Linked DNA regions of Mus musculus: region 2 is linked to region 1. The links are chromatin contacts, called in public Hi-C maps. All regions are on one chromosome and are shown on one strand. Each heading gives the region's core, a stretch centred on a gene start, on an enhancer-like site or on the middle of the called end of the contact. The rest is flanking DNA. Distances are from core to core; before and after follow the strand shown.

Region 1 (3,001 bases), core at 496-2,995:
GGAGAAGACACATGATCAGGAAAGACCTGAAGGGAGATCAGGAGAGCATAGGACTTAGGATTAGGAGACAGAATCAAGAGTCCCACTCTGCTTTTAGATGAATGTCCCTGGCCAAGTCATGATTCTACTTAATGACATAATTTTCTAATGACCTATTACAGAAGTGAACCTAATGCTACGATGACATCACTCTTCGTTGTGACGAGTTAAGGTTCATTTTCTTTATCTCTACTTTTGTGTTATTTTTATGTAGCTTAGAAAAATCACAATACTATTTAAAATGAAACCATGAAAGACTGAGCAAATCAGTATTGTGGAGCTTCAAACAGTTTCCTCAGGTGAACACTGTGGCCAGCTCTGCACAGGCTGGGCTGTGGCGTGCATCTCTGTGTGACATGGCTACCTGTGGCCTGGCATGTTGCATTTTCTAATTTCTGGGTTCCATCCATTCTACCTCCTCTTTGCTCTCTCTCAGCATTTCCACTGGATTGCATTGCTTGTGTGCCTTTCTAGGGATGATGTCACACAGAAACTACCCTGCTCCAGCCACACCATCCAGTCTCCTGCCTTCTCCACAGCACCCAGACGCCTCTCCCACTGCACAGCTTCTCCCACTGCACAGCTTCTCCCACTGCACAGCTTCTCCCACTACACAGCTTCTCCCTCCATAAAGCTTCTCCCACTGCATAACTTCTCCTACCTCACAGCTTCTCCCACCACATAGCTTCTCCCACCTCACAGCTTCTCCCACTGCACAGCTTCTCCCGCTGCACAGCTTCTCCCTCCATAAAGCTTCTCCCACTGAACAGCTTCTCCCTCCATAAAGCTTCTCCCACTGCATAACTTCTCCTACCTCACAGCTTCTCCCACCACATAGCTTCTCCCACCTCACAGCTTCTCCCACTGCACAGCTTCTCCCACTACATAGCTTCTCTCACTGCACAACTTCTTTCCTTCTAGTTTGCTACATTTTCTGAAATCTCTCTAGATTTGTCTATTTGTAACTCATTATTTATGCAAGCGTATTTTATATGACTGTGTATTATATAATTACACTATGACATGTATATAAACCATGTAATTCTCTACAGAGCTCTGGGTTGGAATACCCTGAGATATTGATCACTTAAACAACCTGCTAGTTATTAATGCTTCTAAACTATAACATCCCGAACCTCAGAACTAGTGATGTACTCTGTAAGTAGGGTGGTTTCAATACCTACCAAACAACCATAAAGAAAAACCACTACCTTTGTCATAAGCCGTAGAAGCACCCGACAACAGCCTCTTCCCCTTCTCTGTGTGAGACCATATGATCTGAGAGCTGAGTCCCTGGGGAAGGCACCCATGAATGAGTTCCCTAAGTTATTTCTGTGAATCCATTAAAGAGCTTTTCTAATAGTCTGACTAGTGCCATCTAGAAAGTGCCTCATTAATGTGTGTGTGCCTGTGTGTGGGCACAGGTGTACATGTGTGCATGCATGAAAATAGGTCTTACCTATTGTAGAAGATGTGCAAAGATTTGAAGAATTGAGGAAAGAATAAGAGTCATTGTCTAACCTAAGCCACATGTATGATCATGTGTGTATAATGCTTATATCCTTAGTAGGCATAGAAGGTGGTTGGCATTCTGCATCCCTAAAAATTCATATAAATGCAGAAAGGCCAGTTCCCCTTACTGAGATGTGTGCCCTCCAGATCTGAGGCATTGGGGACAGTCCCTCCCCCTGGAGTGAGGAATTGTGGGAGTCTGTGTACACACCACAGAGATTCTCAGCAGTGCTTTCCAAAGAGCATAAAAAAGAGCCGGTAATGATCCCGCTCATTGTTTCGCAACAGTGTTTGCATATAAAATGGTGTTAACGGCGCTTCAAAACTGTTTATGGGCTTTGCTCTTAAGTAAGTTAAACTTTTCCTTTATTTACACTATAAATTTGCTGAGCCAGCCCTTTCCAAATCGAAGCTAGCATTCTGTCCGCCATTACCACCACCGCCACACACAGACTCAGCCCCTCTAATCCTCTCAGCGATTCCCAGTTATAATTAACTCCAAGCAAAGATAAACACCAAATCTCCCAGCTAACGAGGCAGCCCCTCTGCAGCTGCTCCCCATTATGGGACACTGACAGTGGAGAGAACAAGCCAGACTACATAGGCACTTCCCAGGCAAACTAACTCACTGTCTCTCTCTCTGTCTCTCTCTCTCTCTGTGTGTGTCTCTCTCTGTCTCTCTGTCTCTGTCTCTGTCTCTCTCTCTCTCTCTCTCTCTCTCTCTCTGTTTTTGCCATTTATTCAAGAAATACATATTTAACCACCACATGCCTGGTCCTGAGCCAGGCTGGAATCCCTCCTTCCACATACGTTTACCAAATGCTTCCTAGAAAGGCGATGCTGTCGTAAATGTCACAGAGCAAACAGGGAAGCAGAGAGGTTGGTGCTAGAGCTGCGGAGCAGACTGAGCAGCCACTGAGAGCATGGTGTAGCACGCTCTCTGCAGAGAGATATCATGGTGTAGAGTGCTCACTACAGAGAGATGCTAGAGCCAGAAAACAGCAAAGAGGACGATAGCGCCGGCCAAGAGCTTCAGGTTTCAGAATGTGATCCAGGAGGTCCTTCTGGGAGGGCACGATGCAGGCCAGAACCTGAAGCAAAGGATGAAGTATCCACTGTGGGCAGTGAATGCCAGGTGAGAGCAGGAGGCCAGTGTGGCCAGAGCAGAGAGGTGGGAGGGAAATTTCAGGCATGAGACACTGGGCTGGCTACAGCGACAAACCTGACAGGCTCTCTACTCTTTCGAACCCAACAGTCGCAGGGCAGGAGTTGGGGGAGCCGTGGAAGAAATTAAATGATTTTATCTGATTACCCAGGGGAGCGGGATATACTTTAAGGGCATATCCAATGGTACATGATTCAGTTGAAACTTGAACTGTGGAGACCGACTTATTTGGAGATGTGGGGGAAGGCCTCTCTGAAGATGTAGCACAGAACATTACAGGATAGA
Region 2 (2,867 bases), core at 269-2,768, 110 kb before region 1:
ATTATTTCTGTGTATTATTCACTACTGTGAGACGCCTGGATTCAGAGATAAACTGAGAGATATATCATCCCATGATCAGAAAGCATCTTTACTGTTAATTATATACTTGAAAAATAAAATGAGCAGTGTTGTACTTAAAATGTATTCAAGACCAACCTTTTAGAAAATTATGGCCAGGTTTATTGCTTTTGTTTGTTTCTTTGTTTGCTTGACTGGTTGGTTGGTTGGTTAGTAGTATCTTAAAAGTTTTAATGACTAAAGTTTGTATCATATATGCTTGGAAATAAGTATTTATTGTGGAATGGCTGATCCAGCTAATTAGCATATCCATTACCTTGAGGGGAGAGCATGTGGAATACCTAAACTCCACTCTCGGCAATTTTTTTGAAAGTGGACAACCACTGTAGGTTAAAGGAGGCTTAGAAGACTTAAGATGCCATGCGAGAGCTCAGATAAAGAAAACTAAAAGCAGACAAAAACATTCGGAGCAAGCCTGGAGAGCTGGCTCAGGGGTTGAAAGCACACAGGAGCCCGGGGACTTGTTCCCAGCTCCCAGCTGTTGGCTCCCAGCTGTGAGTAGTTATAGGGATTTGAGGTGCTCATCTGGTTCCCCTGGAGACCAAGCACACACATGGTGCACCCTCACAACACCCAGGCACATACAATAAAAATAATTAACCTTATGCTAAATGGTCTTTAACAATCATTCTTTTCTTATTTGAGACTATTACAGGTTATGTGGCTTTTATCTGAATTCTTGGAACCAGAAGTCGATTTGGGGGAAAGGGAAGCGTTAGAATAATATATGAATAGGCTTCTCTAGATGAGACTCTGTGTCCAAAAACCCAGCATCTAAATGTTCCAAAGTCTGCCAGTCTTCAAACTCCATGTTTGCGTCCAGCCTGTCTCAGACCTGCAGCTAACACTGAACTTCACATTTCTTCTAATGGCGGGGCAGCCTGTGTTTCCATCAGGCTGACGTAGTGTTTAAGGATAGTAATCGTGCCTAGAAATTTTATATGTTTCAGTGAAGACACATGCGTGCATACATACATATATATGTACACATATTTTTACAGAGAGAAAGGGAAAGGAGAGAAGGAGGGAGGTGCAGGAGAGATCGAGAATACTAATTAGCAGTGGCTAACGAAAGGGGAAGGGAGTTAGGTAAACATATTTTCCTTCCATAGAATTGAGATTTTTTTCTTTAAATGAATTAGCACATACATGTTGACTTATTAGCTATCCTAGGGCAATCAACACTCCGAGATAGGTTTCATGTAAAGTGTTTGTGATGAAGGTAATTGAGCACAGTCAGGAAAAATAGAATGAATGAAAAGAAGCAGTGTGGATACTTGCAACCTGCTCACTGAGCTGAGCTCATTCCGACCTGAAGCTAACTCCTGTCCAGGCTGATGAAGCCCTCACTCCACCTCACAGACCTGAGTGCAGGTGACACTGTTCATGACACAGCCAACCTCCCAGTCCTCAGCTCTCCTCTTGTGCTTTCCTTCTTATCCCACTGCTGCTGCTGGACCAGGGGACCATCTGTGACGACAAGATAGAGACCAGCTGAGCTCTTCTGCAATCAGCTATAGTTTTGTCAAACTGCCCCAGCTGGGCACGAGACACCCACGTCATCTTCAGAGTGCTCCCACGTATGATGGTGATATTGTTGCCCTCATAAGGAGTAATGCAGTCTGGTTTGGCCATGACACCCATCCTAAGAGCCAGTCCCTAGCTCCTTCACATATTCCTCAAAGCTTTGGCTTTCCGACAGGCAGCCACTTCCCCTTGAGACACTTAATGCTGGCCGTGGCAGGCAGGCAGGCAGACAAGCACAAAAAAACAAAAAACAACAATAACAACAGCAAAAACAAAAAAACGAACAAAAAACAAACAAAAAACAACAACAACAACAACAACAACAACAACAAAAACAAAACAGCAAACCAGCAACAGGGAATTGAGAAGTTTTAATTAGAAAGTTGTGTGGGGGGAAAGCTATGGAGTAATATGGTAAGACAGCTGACTTCTCTTCCAGAGACTTGGAAGACTTTGAGATCATGTTATTTGCTGCCTTTCTAGCTATATGCTTTTCAGAAGAGTCAACAAACCAGCTGTATCTCCCAATGGCCTTTAAAAACTATGATTTAATGTCAGCTAAGGATTTTCTTACCCAATGTGAGCTGTGGTCAGCTGAAATGAGTGTAAGCTGTCCCACAGCCTGTAGCCAGATGCCTTCCCCCCACAGGATCCTCTCCAGCAGACTCAGGGAATGCTCACAGTCGGAGCCCAACATGTGGGGAACAGAGAGGCTGAGAACAACAGCCAGTTAGCATCTGGCAGCAGCATCCTGCTGCAATTAAAGTCTCAGAATGGAGATGAGGGATCAGTGCCTCCTTGGTGGCAGAGCCCAGCAGCTGTCTACACGGCAAGGTGAGGAGGGAAAGAGCTGCCCACCTCCATAGCAAGCATGGCATACCCCAGCCTCAGGGTGCTCTTCCACATGGCACTGTGCTTTGGCTTGTCTTCCTGCAATGCTCCGTGCTTCCTATCTTGTCTCAGAGTTTTGAGTTTTGTCTCCTAATGGAAACCGTAGTAGGAAAAGCACCAGGTCGTACTAACCCTACACGATTGAGTAGTATCAACATTGGATACTCGGTTATGATGTCATGTCACATGCCTCCCTAAGGAGGCCATTGGAAATGGACTTTCATTGCCAGCTGCCTTCATCTTTTCCCTATATTCTATGTGTGTGGATCCTACAGCTCAGCCTACATTAGGAATCTTCCATTGAAACTGAAACTTCATGGGCCACCTCCTCTTGATGCCACTGTACTCACCCAACCAACTGCACTGGTAAT

What was found. Hi-C and Micro-C count contacts between places; a contact is called where the count stands out from the background.
Region 2: a contact with region 1 is called in a Hi-C map of uterus, with 2.9 times the contacts expected there. The contact joins two enhancer-like sites. A contact is called at or near these places in 8 of 484 Hi-C or Micro-C datasets (cortical neurons, liver, nephron progenitors and 1 more) and 1 of 115 datasets of contacts at active chromatin or transcription factors (fibro-adipogenic progenitors).

The regions. Positions count from the first base shown.
Region 1 is chr17:66,756,180-66,759,180 of GRCm38.p6, reverse strand. All of the region lies in intron 18 of Ptprm (protein tyrosine phosphatase, receptor type, M), which reads left to right. Among named protein-coding and RNA genes, the nearest start is that of 1700016K05Rik, 43 kb to the right of the region's middle. Within about 2 kb of position 1,745, at least 28 of the 459 cell types and tissues checked have an H3K27ac peak or open chromatin away from gene starts, as enhancers often do. A contact at or near this core is called in uterus, where this site is marked.
Region 2 is chr17:66,861,187-66,864,053 of GRCm38.p6, reverse strand. All of the region lies in intron 14 of Ptprm (protein tyrosine phosphatase, receptor type, M), which reads left to right. It also overlaps the pseudogene LOC115488805. Among named protein-coding and RNA genes, the nearest start is that of 1700016K05Rik, 150 kb to the right of the region's middle. Within about 2 kb of position 1,518, at least 9 of the 459 cell types and tissues checked have an H3K27ac peak or open chromatin away from gene starts, as enhancers often do. A contact at or near this core is called in uterus, where this site is marked.